Linked DNA regions of Gossypium hirsutum: region 1 is linked to region 2. The links are chromatin contacts, called in public Hi-C maps. All regions are on one chromosome and are shown on one strand. Each heading gives the region's core, a stretch centred on a gene start, on an enhancer-like site or on the middle of the called end of the contact. The rest is flanking DNA. Distances are from core to core; before and after follow the strand shown.

What was found. Hi-C and Micro-C count contacts between places; a contact is called where the count stands out from the background.
Region 1: a Hi-C map of leaf shows a contact between it and region 2, with 3 times the contacts expected there. The contact joins the enhancer-like site here to the promoter of LOC107909731 in region 2. A contact is called at or near these places in 2 of 34 Hi-C or Micro-C datasets (both in leaf).

What each region holds. Positions count from the first base shown.
Region 1 is chrD02:58,608,474-58,616,005 of Gossypium_hirsutum_v2.1, forward strand. No RefSeq gene overlaps it. Among protein-coding and RNA genes, the nearest start is that of LOC121215158, 30 kb to the right of the region's middle. Within about 2 kb of position 1,703, at least 3 of the 9 cell types and tissues checked have an H3K27ac peak or open chromatin away from gene starts, as enhancers often do. A contact at or near this core is called in leaf, where this site is marked.
Region 2 is chrD02:58,444,878-58,451,717 of Gossypium_hirsutum_v2.1, forward strand. LOC107909731 reads left to right here and starts at 1,850. Exons shown (of 6, transcript XM_041088891.1): 1 at 1,850-2,168; 2 at 2,727-2,794; 3 at 2,893-5,023; 4 at 5,176-6,768. The coding sequence starts at 2,039.

The sequences.
Region 1 (7,532 bases), core at 453-2,952, 160 kb after region 2:
AATTACCACCACCATGAGATGAAATTTATATAAAAAAAATAGGATTCTTATTTAGAAAAACATAAATGTAGATACAAATACTATAGATTCGATAGGAAATATTTAAATTAAATATTTAATAATAATATTTTTCAATGGTTTTTATTATTCATAACCACGCTATGATTTTCACATTTCGATCATATTTGTTTCATGAATATATTAAATTAAAAAACAGCTTACAAGATTGTGAAGATGTACAATTTTTAATTTTTTTCATTACATTATACTAAAAATTGATTGATTAAAAAGTATATTTTAAAAAATATTTATGACAAAAGAAATATAGATACTTAGTACCACGCATGTATAACCTTAAAAGAAAAAAAGAAGGTTTCAAGTTTTTGTATTCTTTTGAAGTTTTAGTTTGAGACATTGAGTGATTATATTTTTTTCTAATTTGAAAATTTTAGTTCTTTTGTGTACGTTAGTGGTTGTTATAAAAAAAAGTAAAATATATTTTTAACTCTCAATATTTACATTTTTTTATATTTGGTTCTTACCCTTTAAAAATAGATAAATAAGTTTAAAAATTACTTTTTCATATTTTAAATTAAAACATAAAAAATTAAAAAATATATTTAAAAAAAATTAAAATTATGAAAAAAATAAGTCATTTAAAATATATAAAATTTTCAAAATGCAATGTTATCTAAACTAGACTAGTTAGTCGAATTGGTTAGATCGAAAAAAGGCTAGGTTATTGATCCGGTGGGAGGTAAAAAAACCATTTGATCAATGAATTGGTACGAACGGGTTAAATTAGACTAAAAAAACTTTTTTTTTTGAAATTTTGGCAATGTGTCTAGAACTGGATTGATGGTTGAACTAGTCAAACCAATTAGTTCCCATTCGAATGGTCCAATCGGTTCAAAACAAATAAATTATTAAAAAATAAAAATATACAAAATTATAAAAATAGGTTTCAACCGGTTTTTTAGCTCTATTCAACCAGCTCGTACCGGTTTACAGGTCAACCAAGTTTTTACTTCTCATTGGATCGATACCCCAGTTGATTTTCGATCCAATCTGGTTTAGACAACATTGAATTTTGGAATTTTTTTATATTAATTTTTATTTAAATAATTTTTATTTTTCATAATTTTAGATTTTTAAGTATATATTTTTAAATTTGTTATGATTTTATTTAACACATGATAAAATTTAATTTTTTATTTTTTATTTACTTTAAAGTGTAAGGACTAAATTGATAAAAATTATAAATATTGATGGCTAAAAAAGTATTTTATATTTTTGATAAGGGACTGAGATTTTCAAATAAAAAGACAAAAGGATTCAATATTTCAAAGAAACATTTCACATATTTAAAAGAGAGTAAAATTTACAATTCAGAATAAAAGTAAAAAAGAATTACTTTGCAACAATGAATTGTAGGGATAGACACCAATAACCATGTTTTCCTTTTTTATTTGCTTTCCATTATATATGTATTTTTTAAGAGAATCAATTTCACTATTTGTAGAAGAAAGTAAGTCACTAAACATTAAAATCCCATTGTAACAAATTCAATTCCTTCAAAAACACCCTCTTATTTTCCTACCAAAACAAAAAAAAAAAAAAAAACGGTGCACAATAAATAGGGACGAAAGAAGTTGAAATTTTAATAGAACAAGAAAATAGTGATACCCTGTAGAAAATGCAAGGCCTTCCCCAACCTTGGCTATCTGGGCCACTTGTGGGCTTTAAATTTGTGAGCTTAAATTAGAATAGTTTAGAACTGAAAATATGTAAAAAATCACTTTAACTTTTCAGTGTAATTAATTATTATTTTTAACTTCCCTAATTTTTTTATATATAAAATGAGATCACATTACATCAGAAAAATCGTGTAGAGATTCAAGGATTTCATCCAGGGCTACATGAATGAAACATTGTCCAAAGGTCTTGAGAATGTCAATTTTGCCAAACCATCCGTTACCTTATTGCCTTCTCTAAAAATATGTAGTAAGTGAATAGTGCAATCTCGTTGGAGAATCTCTTTGATGAAACGGATCATAAAAGATTCACATTGCTTCCTTACTATATGTCTCAAGCACCACTTTTTTCAAATCCCTAAATCTAGTATTTTTTTGAATCCAAGAACCCACGCAATACTAACATGATAGCCAAAATGCTTTTATCAGTTGTGGGCTCCTTGGCCGTCCGTTAATTCTACAGGACTGTCCATATCCAACTTTATTCATGTGAGATTGTTTAAGTCCATAAAATGATGATGCAAGTTAGAGAAATGCAATTAGGCATCACACTAAAATATAAGGATCTTTGGTACAGCCAAACAATTAGTTCCATAAACTACCAATTGAGCCAATCATTAGGAATTGGTTGACTTCTTCTTCCTCTCTAAATTATTCAAGGGAATGTTAGGAGTTATATAATTAAAGTTTAGAAAATCAAATATTTAGCAACCCTATTTTATATTAAAAAAAAGAAGGGAATAAAGTTGACAAACAAGATGTGTTATTTGTTCCTTGCAGTAATTACGTACTTTTTTGGATTCTTGTCAAACAATCAATCTATTAGTATATTGATGTTTAGCATAATAAGAATCATTTTTGGAGTTTTCTTTTCGTATCACCCAAGTTTGATAGGCTCCTTAATTTGTCTTTTAATTTTGTTTTTCCGCACAAGGAAAATTTCACGCATAATATACATGTGGATTGTTATGTAAATGATATGTCGGCACTAAAATTTAATTAATGATTTTTAATTTTTAAAATTTTAAAAAATTAATTAGATGCTAATATGTCATCCACATGTATACCACATCAGCAAAGTTAAAAAACGTTAAAATTTTCATCTATTTTGGAGTGATTTGATAAAAAAAATGTAAGTTCAAAAGCTAAAAAAGATAAAAAAAATATTAAATGAATGGCTAAAATAATTTTTTCTATAAAATTAGAAACCAAATAAATCATTATACCAAAATTTAATTAAGTTGAATTAAAATACATTATCCTATTATAAAAAAGAGAAATGAAAAGTGAAATTAAGGATTTGAATAAATAAATCTTATATCCAAGTTGTTGGCGTTTATGGGCTATTTTTTTAATTGGATTAAGAATCCACAAATATTTTTTGTAAATAGAAATTAAAAGGTATAAAAATTAAATTTATTATTAGATGTGAAATATAATCATTAAATCTAAGGTCTCATTTGTAGTTAATATATATATTTACATGAATAGCCCTAAATAACATTTCACCCTCACAATTTAAATCCAATTTTTTTTTTGCATTTTTTTGGGGTGTGTGTGTAAAGGTGTGACAATTATATGGAATATGATTGTGGCATTCACTTAATAAAGTGACGGCGCTGTTAGTTTTCATCAAAACAGAATTTTTATACTTAATTCTGTTGTGAGGGGAAAATGAAATGACATTAAGCAATTATTAGATTCAATCCAGATTTGGCATTTTAATATTTTTTACATTTAGGTAGTCGAAATGGGAAATGGGAAATGGATCTGGATTCAGCCTGTGCCAATTTATAAGCAAACAGGGAAATAAAGGTGTCATTTTCATGTATTGGGAAGGCACATGGCATGTTGTTCATCCCATGTGATGTTTTGACCCAATTTATTAATTTCATCCATAAAACTACCCTACTCATATATGTATATCATGCGTATAAAGACTATAGACTTTTGCTTTTATTACTAAATCAGAGAAAAAATGATGATTAAATAATAAATGAAAACATAAATGTATAGTTATAATGAAAATGCAAAAAGATGGTGGGATCATCAGCATTAACCAAAGACATGTGGAGTGGGATTAAAGTAGTGGTGAATTGTATTCGACAACATTGCCCTTTTTGTCAGTCTACAAAGTTAAGAGAGTTGCACCGCATACACCGATGGGATTTAAGAAACCCTGTGAAAATGGGAATGGGGTTGGGTTTCAGAGGTGGAGAATGCGGGGGAACAAGGTTCACATGGGAGAACGTGCTTCCCTACCATCAGTTAAACGGTCGGTACGGTCTCATGCATGTGCCCATTTCTATCTTCAATCTCTAAATACCCACCTATAGATTTAAGATTAAAAAGTTTGGTCTTGGCACCATTAAAATGATTTAAAAAAAAAAACTTGAATATGTTGAGGATTGGATCTCCAACACGTTAGGTTTTGTATCTCAACCATGTGTAATGTTTACGTTTTCGCTCTATCAACTTATTTTCTCAGAGAAAAACAAAACAATACCTGAATCCAATAAATTATTATAAACAATAGGATCTCAAATCTGCATTATTTTCACATTGCAAGTCCCCACTCCATATTCCATGTGTTTGCTTCAAATGTTCACATTTCATTTCATTCATTTTAATGTTTCTAATAAATTTAGCAAACTATTTTCTTTTTCATAAAATAAAATTAGCTGTATATAGAATTTGAGGGTTAATTAATTATATATTCAGAACGCACATGTCATTTTGCCAAAAATTTTTCCCCTTTTTTGATGTAACATTTTGCAACTTTAAAGGTTAAGTACTTTTTATTATGATATTTAAAAAAATGCATTAAATCATTTATTATTAAATTAATGAAATCTTTTTTTCTTGGATATAAAATTGAAACTACCAACCGTAGTACATAAGTTATAACCATGTTGTTGATCTGATTATCCATATGTTGTCCTCATCAATCAGTTATCTCTGTTGAACAAATAATAATAATAATAATAATAATAATAATAATAATAATCATTTATCTCTTAACCGACATTGGAATGCTAAACTGACACTGTTGGGAATTGTCACTTTTTTATTATTATATATTTTATGGAAACATTAATCTAAATTTGCTGGTACTACTACTAACTAACTAATAAAGTTCTATATAAAAACCATGAATATTATTTTTAAAGTATTTATATATATTTTTTATATTTTCATAACTTCAGAAAAATGTATAGGTAAATTACACTATCCATTACGGCAAATTTTTTTTCACTCAACTAATAAAATTTATTATTATTTTTATTTCTTTTGTTAAGTGTTTTTAAGTCTACGATGGATTGATGATGTTGTGATTTTAAATTTTGGATAGTAATATATTTGATCTCCCATGGTTATACATTTTATTAATTTAGTTTATAAAGAAATTCACCTTTAACATTTATAAATTATTTTAATTTAGTCCTTGATTCTAATAAAATTATAAAACTTTTTAATTAAAATTTTAAAAAATCATACAAAATACATAAAAAAATCTAAAATTATATTATAATAAAATTTTACAAAAAAAATTCCCACATATTCAGGTTGCAATCTCTCCAAACTTTCATCAATGCTTTTAATTACTCTCTCAACACTGAAATTAAAACCTTCACGATATCTTCCACATTTTGTCGAAATTATATATTCACTTCTCGTAACTCCAAGAGCTTTAAGTCCCTTACCAAGCATCTCTCTGACAATGTACCTCCATAATACCTTCAAATCATTAACCAATACATATAATTCATCAAATTAAACCAAAAAAAAAAACTCAATCAGTTAAAAGTGAAGAAAATTGGCCCTACGGAGAGATGTCGAAGAAGTTTATTATGAGGCGTAAGGCTTTGTGCATGAGGCGACAATATCGCTTCCGAAAACGAGATCAAAGACGCTGTTGAGAGGGCAGCTCTGGAGCCCACCCTGCTGAGCTTGAGGCTCATGTTTTCAAGAGGTCTTATTTCTAGTTAAGGAACAACCATATTTATCTAGGGTTTTTATTCAAAGGGTTAATATGTAGTTTTTCTATTGATCTTATCCAAAAGTACTTAATTATTATTTGAACATTTTTTGAACTTATTTGGTATCCAAAAGTATTAACACCGCTAGTTTATATTGACGTGGCACTGATCGTCAATCCAATGGTAACGTGTAGCAACCTCTCAGTATACCACGTGGTGGATAAAAATTTAAAATTTAAAAATCTTTAAAATATATAATTAATAAAAAAACATATATATTCTTTTAATTTGTACACTAATTTGTCCAGGTTCATTCTAGATATATTTTTAATAAGTTTATATATTTTTATTTTTATAAAATATCAGGTTATTTATATTATTATTTTTAAATTAAAAATATATAAAGTTTTAAATAATTTTAAAATACATAAATTAATAAAAAAATATATAATTTTTTTTACATCAAGAATGACCCTAGTTTCATTGTAGATGTGCATTTTAGTTCTTTCATATATTTATATATTGAGTAAGTATTTGGGCCATTGACAATGTACTTTTTTTTATCCCACAACCTTAAAAAATTAATACGTGACTCTTTTTTTTTTAAAAATATTTATGTTTTAATATTTTACTATACCTCTGTAGGACACTTGTCAAACCCTTGACCCTACTGACAGTGTACCAAATAATTTTCCTTAGATATTTTTATATAATTTTTAAAATTTTAAATTTATGCATTACAAAGTTTTATATATTTTTCAAAATATTATAGGTGTTATAAAATAAAAAGAGATAGAGAGAATAAAAAACAAAGAAAATATGAAAGCAATAGAAAATGTACTTTATTGATCAAAAGGGATATTACAATGTTTCATCAGAGTCTCTATTTATAAGCATAAGAAGTATAAAAGAAGTAGAGATCTAATTCTAATAAATATTAGAATTTAAAGTACATTAAAACTTTGTCTTGATCATGACATCTACTTAATAAGATATTCATAACACTCCCCCTTGGATGACCATTTGTAGATAATGTGCCTCGTTAAAACCTTATTAGGAAAAACCCTGTGGGATAAAAAACCTAATGAAGGAAAAAGAGTATACAATCTTTTATTACAAGCTGCCTCGTTAAAAACTTGTACTAGGAAAACCTAATGGGACAAAACCTTGGTTAAAGGAAAAGAATACAACTTGTTTTTAGACTCCCCCTGATGACAACATTACATTACATATTTGAGTTGACGCATTTCAATCTTATGTAGTAGTCTTTCAAATGTTGAAGTTGGCCATGCCTTAGTAAAAAGATATGCTAAATTCTCACTAGAACGAATTTGTTGAACATTTATATCACTTCTTTTCTCAAGATCATGGGTGAAGAATAATTTTGGTGAAATATATTTCGTTCTCTAACCTTTAATATAACCACCCTTCAATTAAGCTATACATGTTGCGTTATCTTCGTATAAGATAGTTGACATCTTTTCCTGTAAAGGCAAATTGCATATCTTTTGGATATATTGGGTCAATAACCTTAGCCTAATACACTTTCAAATTGCCTCATGTAATGCAATTATTTCTACATGATTTGAAGAAGCAGCAGCTAATGTTTGCTTTGTTGAACGCCATGATATGACAATGCCCCCACATGTAAATAAATATCCTATTTGAGATCGACCTTTATGTGGATCCGATAAGTATCCAGCATCAACATAGCCAACTAATGTGGATTTTGAATCATTTGAATAAAATAACCCCATATTAGTAGTCCCTCTAAGATATCTAAATACATGTTTAATTC
Region 2 (6,840 bases), core at 600-3,099:
AAAAAATTAAAATTGTAATCATGTAAAAAAATTGACGGAAACAACAACAAATTATTAAGTAGTGGAGTAAGTTTTTGTTTCCATAATCCAAACCCAATAATGTTACAAAAAACCAAACAAAAGTTGTTAGATAAACAACAAATTGGATGAGTGTGTAATGTATATGTGAGGTAAATTATTGTAAAAACATCAAACTTCAGCATAGTCATCGTGATATGCGCATGAAAGAGATAGACCCCATCATGAATCACATTTCTAAGCTTTAGCAAATATTTCATCTCCTCCGCGCTGCCTCACACCGCCACCTGCAGCCTCCCATTTGTCTTCCGCACATGGAAAAACAAATTACATGCTATTGCTGCTGCTACCTGAATTAAACATTACATCAGCCATATCTGCTACTGTCAGATACTCGACAACATCCCTTCCATATCAACTAACCGTAGCGGAGCCACCTCCTGCCGATGAACCAGCACCGCCACTATCTCTTCCACCTAAATCTGAACCAAGACTAAATTCCATTGAAAGCCAGCTTCCAAAAGGAACTCTTGATGATAATGATGAAGAAGTTCGTTTTCTAGTTATATATTTTATTAATTTTAATTTTTTTACATAATTATATTTTAAAAATATTTTTAAAAAAATGAATTTTTAGAATTTTTAAATATTTTTTTGATATTTTTAATTTTTAAATAAAATTTGGAATTTATGATATTTTAAAGGATATTTTGATTATTTTTAAGATTTTTTACTTTATTATAAGTTTTAAAAAACATATTTTTAATTTCAAAAAATAAATAATGAAATTTCAGAATTTTTTAAAGATATTTTTGATAAATTTTTAGAATCATCATTAAAAAAAAAGTTGTAAAAGGACTAAATTAAATGTTTTAGCTATAGTTTAAGGGTTAAATTAGATATTAACCTTTAGATTAATATGCCATGTAACTTTTTCGTTAAGGATGTAACCCTCACTAACGAACGAGTGACCAAAACTTTATAACTTGATAATAATAGTAACCAAAACGTAAATTTTTATAATTCAGTGGCAAAAAGAAAAAAAAATTGAATAAAGTGACTACTTATGTAGTTAACCCATAAAATTATTATAGGAAAGAATTATTTAAATTAATTTTTTATGTAACATACTGTAATAAAGTAAAATATAAATTATTAAAGTAAATGAATAAGATTTTTAAACTAATTTTCATAAAATTAAAAATATTAAATAGAAAACACATGTTATTTATATAAAGTTATACAGATGTCGAAAGTGTAGACTATCCATATCGGATTTTTGTCAGCTTCGGTTATATAAGAAATAAAAAAAAAGGTAAAAGTAATTTCTCACGATTTTAGGAAGATTTAAATTTTTACGCAATTAATAATTTTTTTTAAAAACAATCAAATAATTCTTCAAAAAAGGTCAAGAGAATATTACTTTTTCAGTGAGAAACTTTGACTTTTGTTATTTATATAAGATTATATTTACCCAAGTATTTAGAAAAATGGGGAAGGTGAATTTTTATAATTAAAAACAAAATATGAAAATTAGTATTTTTATTATCTTTAATATAATTGGTATTGAAATATATTTAAGGTAAATGATTAAAAATATAATCAATTTAAAATTAAAAATACATTATATTTATTAAATAACACGACAAGGTATTCAAGTGTAAAAAAAATAAAAAAAAAATTCTCACTATGATATATCCAATAATCATAAAAAAATGGAGATTAGGTGAAGCCTAACCCAGTTCCTATTTATATGGGTTAAGTTTACTAATCTGGAACTCAAATATAAAAACAGGCCCATTCTCACTACTTCAGTTTTAAAGGACAAGACAGGCTTCAACATGTTCTAGTTAGTTTGTTTCGCATGCCGCCATTTAGGCCAAAGTCTGTTCGTCTTCCACACTAACAAAACCCCCCTCATTCCGCAAAACTCTACTTCCTTTTCCTTTTCCTTTTCTACTTAAAACTCGAAACCCTTTTTTCCCCGGTTCTAGGTCGCCGTCTTCCTTTGAAAAAGGAAATGGAAAAGCCGGATTCCACCTCCGGTTGCGGTTGTTCCGATGTCTACCACAGTATTTTCATTGATACCAACCTTGATACTCACCTCGCCATGATCGTCTCCGACTCCGAAACCGTTTCCGATCTTAAAAGTATGACTTTCTCCCTTTCCCCTCTCATCTTTGATTTCTTGGTGTTTTGGTTTACCATTTGTCTTTTTAAGTAAATTTTCATTCTTTGCTTTTGGAGGATACAAATTTATCTTCTTTAAAGTACTAAAGCAACGTTATGGGTTAGACTTTGTTTATTTTTCAATACCAGTTCAGAGTGTTCATCCATTTGAGACCTCAAGGATCAGAACTTGAATAGGAAATCTAAAATTTCCCCTGTAATTAACCTAAAATTGGGTGAATTGAAGTGCTGAAGTTGTTGTAGCCATTGAGAATTCCTCTAGAATGCTTGAACAGGAAGAAATGGTGCATTGTTTTGATATGTAGAATGTAGATATAGTTATGTTATGGAAGTTATGTATTATTTCTCCTTGTGCTTTATCATTCTCAAAAATAGTCACTGGTTCTAGTCGTCTAACATATTTTGATCTTAATTTAGTTTATCAACTTTTAGTAACTGGCGTATCAACTTCATCTTTAAGATCAAGTGATGTAAAGTTCTGTTTTAGTTAGTAATATCTATGTGCTGCTGATTTGCAGAAAAGATACTGTATGAACACCCGTTGTGCTTTCCCAACATTGGGGAGATAAAGATTAATGCGTTAAAGGTTGTTGCTGTATCTTGTACTGTTATGATGCTACTTGTTAAGGATGTCTTATTGTTGATTTAAAGTTTACATTGACATGGCTTTGTTAACATGAATAGGTAAAGCGCAAAGGATTTCTTTATCACCTTTCTGATTCCATGTTTGTGAAAAGTGCTTTTGGTGGAGTGAGCAGGAGTTGGTTTCTTTTGGTTGATGCCTCGAGTGCTAAAGAGCATAGGGAAAATCATAATTCCATTGAACCTGATGCTGGCAACATTGTATCCTGCTTCGGTACCGGAATTAATAATTATTCGGTTGATGTTGTTGATCTTCTACCTGTTGATACAGCCAAAAGATTGTCCAATGTCAATGATGCACCTTTGCCACAAGACAGAGATGACTGTCATGCAAAACAGAATTCTGCATCTCAACAGTTTGGTTTTAGTAATTCCACCAAAGAAAACTCAGAAAATTTGTGTAAGGAAGCTGAACATACAGCTGATAGTAATAATCAGGTTTCGTTCCCTGCTACCAACACGGGGTCAAGGCCGAAGTTACAGTCGAAAGATGTTGGAGATGACAAAATATTTGAAGATCTAGAAGCTTCTGTGGCTACATCTGTTTTAAAGGAAAAGCAGAAAACTAAAAAGAGAAACAAATATGCCATCCACCATGATTCTAAAGTAAATGGTGCTTTAGTTGTTGAATCTGGGAAAGATGCTTTGGATTCGGGCTGTGTACTTGAGGAAAATTTGATTCATAATGGACCAAGTTTGGCTTTGAATGACGCAAATCTGGGAAACCAAATTCATGTGGATGAAACCTCTCGGAGTTTGTCTTCTGACAGAAATAAGAGGTCAACTGCTAGGAAAAGGATGGCTGTTGAGGGAATAAACGTTCCAGGAGAACATTCTGAATTGGAAACTGATAAACATAAAGATGTTGCTCACAAGGACCAGGAACATGAGTCAAAAGAAGATTCCTTTCAATCTCGGCCTGCATCGAAGAAAAAGCGCAAAGCCGAGAAGAAAGATGTTAATGACAATTCTTTAATAGAAAATGGAGAACAAGTTACTGATCTCAATACTGCAACCTCTGACTGCACTTTAGGTCAGAAACTGGAAAATACGAGGGCTGTCGTAGACCCCTTGAATACTGAATCTGTAAAACAAAACCATTTGTCGACGGCCAATGCAAGCGGTGGGAAGAAGAACAGGAAAAGGCAAAAATCAAATCCTAGTCAAGTTGGTAGTGATGTCTCTTCTGCAAAAGATGTTCATGCGGAAACTTTTCAGGCTGTAGAAGCCAATAAAGACAAAGATTTGGGCAGTAAAGGTGATCCAGTTTCTTTTCTTGGAAAATGTTCTGCAGGTGGAGAAATATCTGAACCTGGTCTGATCTCTTCAATGAAAATGCAGGAAGTTAGTGAAACAAATCAAGTGCCCCAGAGAAACAAATATGCCATTCACCATGATTCTAAAGAAAATGGTGCTTTAGTTGTTGAATCTGGGAAAGATGCGTTGGATTCAGGCTGTGTACTTGAGGAAAATTTGATTCATAATGGACCAAGTTTGGCTTTGAATGATGCAAATCTGGGAAGCCAAATTCATGTGGATGAAACCTCTCGGAGTTTGTCTTCTGACAGAAATAAAAGGTCAACTGCTAGGAAAAAGATGGCTGATGGGGGAATAAACGTTCCAGGAGAACATTCTGAATTGGAAACTAATAAACATAAAGATGTTGCTCACAAGAACCGGGAACATGAGTCAAAAGAAGATTCCTTTCAATCTTGGCCTGTATCAAAGAAAAAGCGCAAAGCCGAGAAGAAAGATGTTAATGACAATTCTTTAATAGAAAATGGAGAACAAGCTACTGATCTCAATACTGCAACCTCTGACTGTACTTTAGGTCAGAAATTGGAAAATACGAGGGCTTTCGTAGACCCCTTGAATGCTAAATCGGTAAAACAAAACCATTTGTCGACCGCCAATGCAAGCGGTGAGAAGAACAGGAAAAGGCAAAAATCAAATCCTAGTCAAGTAGGTAGTGAAGTCTCTGCTGCAAAAGATGTTCATGTGGAAACTTTTCAGGCTGTAGAAGCCATTGAAGACAAAGATTTGGGCAGTAAAGGTGATCCAGTTTCTTTTCTTGGAAAACGTTCTGCAGGTGGAGAAATATCTGAACCTGGTCTGATCTCATCAATGAAAATGCAGGAAGTTAGTGAAACAAATCAAGTGCCCCACTCGGGGGGTAAGTTCCCACTTATATGCAATTTATTTACAGCCCCCCCCCCCGGGGTCCCCCCTGTCCCCAAAAAAAAATCTTTTCCATTTCAACCATAGGATTAATAGAAATAATACACAAGAAATAACCTTTTCTAGTATTAATACCGACTTTAGCAGGTTACAATGATATGGATGATACCAATGATGGCAACTTGAAAAGCAAAAATGAAGCAGCCCAACCGGATGTTGCATCAGCGATAAAGGCTAGAGATTCATATGATCAGATTTCCAGCCTTGTGGATGGCCATCCTGCACCTGTTTCACAAGAAGGAATTGATTTCCGGAAAGAATTTGGGGTATCAAGGCATGGAAATCAAAGTGGTACCCTGGAAGAGAAAATCGTGGAACCTAAGAAGTCTTCCAAGAAAGTAAGGAAGTACAAGAAGAGTAAGGATCCTGTTGGAGGGACAGAAGCAGTAGATGTAGTACATAATAGAGGTCCTGCAAGTGATTTATCTCCTGTCGAGCGTCCTACCTTTGTGAATGGTGACCATTTGAGTGATAATGCTGAGCAAGGCAGCAAAACTGATGGAAAAGAGGAATCAAAAATGAAAAAATTAGACTGTTCGCCTTCAGTTACTGATGTGAAAGCTGACGATGTGATTCAGGATGTGCTGGAGTCCTTGAAGCAATGCGAAAATGGTCCAGCAAGTGCAGAAAAAACGGACAACAGACCAAGGAAAAGAACTAAGAAGAAAAGTTCTACTGTAGTGGCCCCTCCAGAATTGGAAGGAGAGGATGATGTTGATCACCGGGATCCAACAGTCCTAGTTCATAACGTGAGTGAGGTGAGTGCCTCATCTAAATCCACAAGGAAGACTGTGATGCTAGATTCAAACTCTGCTGTGCAATTGAATGGATCAGATTTGGGATCTAATCGAGATACAATTAAACCACAATATGACGGAAGGCTTATTGAAGATGTTGTCAGTGTAGATCACTCTAAAAGCACTCGTGTAGATAATCATGAAATTGACGACCCCTGTGGAAATGGAAGGGTCAAAAGCCAACAGAAACATGAAATTGTTAATTCTGGTAAGATTATCATTGATAAGGCCACGCGCAAAACAGGAGTGGAAACTGTGGTGAAAGGAAAAAAGAACTCTAAACCTGGACTATCTTCAAAGATGTTAAATGGGAATCAAGGCAAGGACGCAAAAGCTCAAGCAGCCAAATCTAGCTCCATCCAATCTCAAAGATCTTCGTCGAAGGTTGAACCAAGTAGCTCCAATGTTAAATCTAATAAGCCACTTTTGACCATTTCTGAAAGTGCGGCAAAAGAACCTCTGCAACCTAATAAATCTGACAAAATTGATTCCACACCTAAAAGTACTCAGGGGCCCATTAACGTCAATTCTTCAAGGTCATCAAGAGATTTAAAGAAAAATAACCCTCACGCTGTATCAAGCTCCGCCTTGGAAACACCCAAAAGTACTCCTAATCTAAAGAACGGAGGTAATGGGCATCGACTTCCTCTGGATATTGCCAAAGCTATTGAAAGTAATAGCAGGAAAGTTGGAAACAACTTGGCAAATAAGAAGAATTTACTGGGTACCACAGGTACAATATTTGGGCATGATGATAAGGAGAGCTCTGATGACGAAGATGGAATAGGCAATTCGGATTCCAGCACGAAAACTCCATCTGATAGTTCATCATCATCCGACTCTTCAGGCAACAGTCATGTGAACGGCAGTTCATCACCAAATGGTAATTCATATTCTTTCTCACAGATTTATTAGTTCTTAAAACCCACTCTCTATGCATTGGCACGTTGAATCA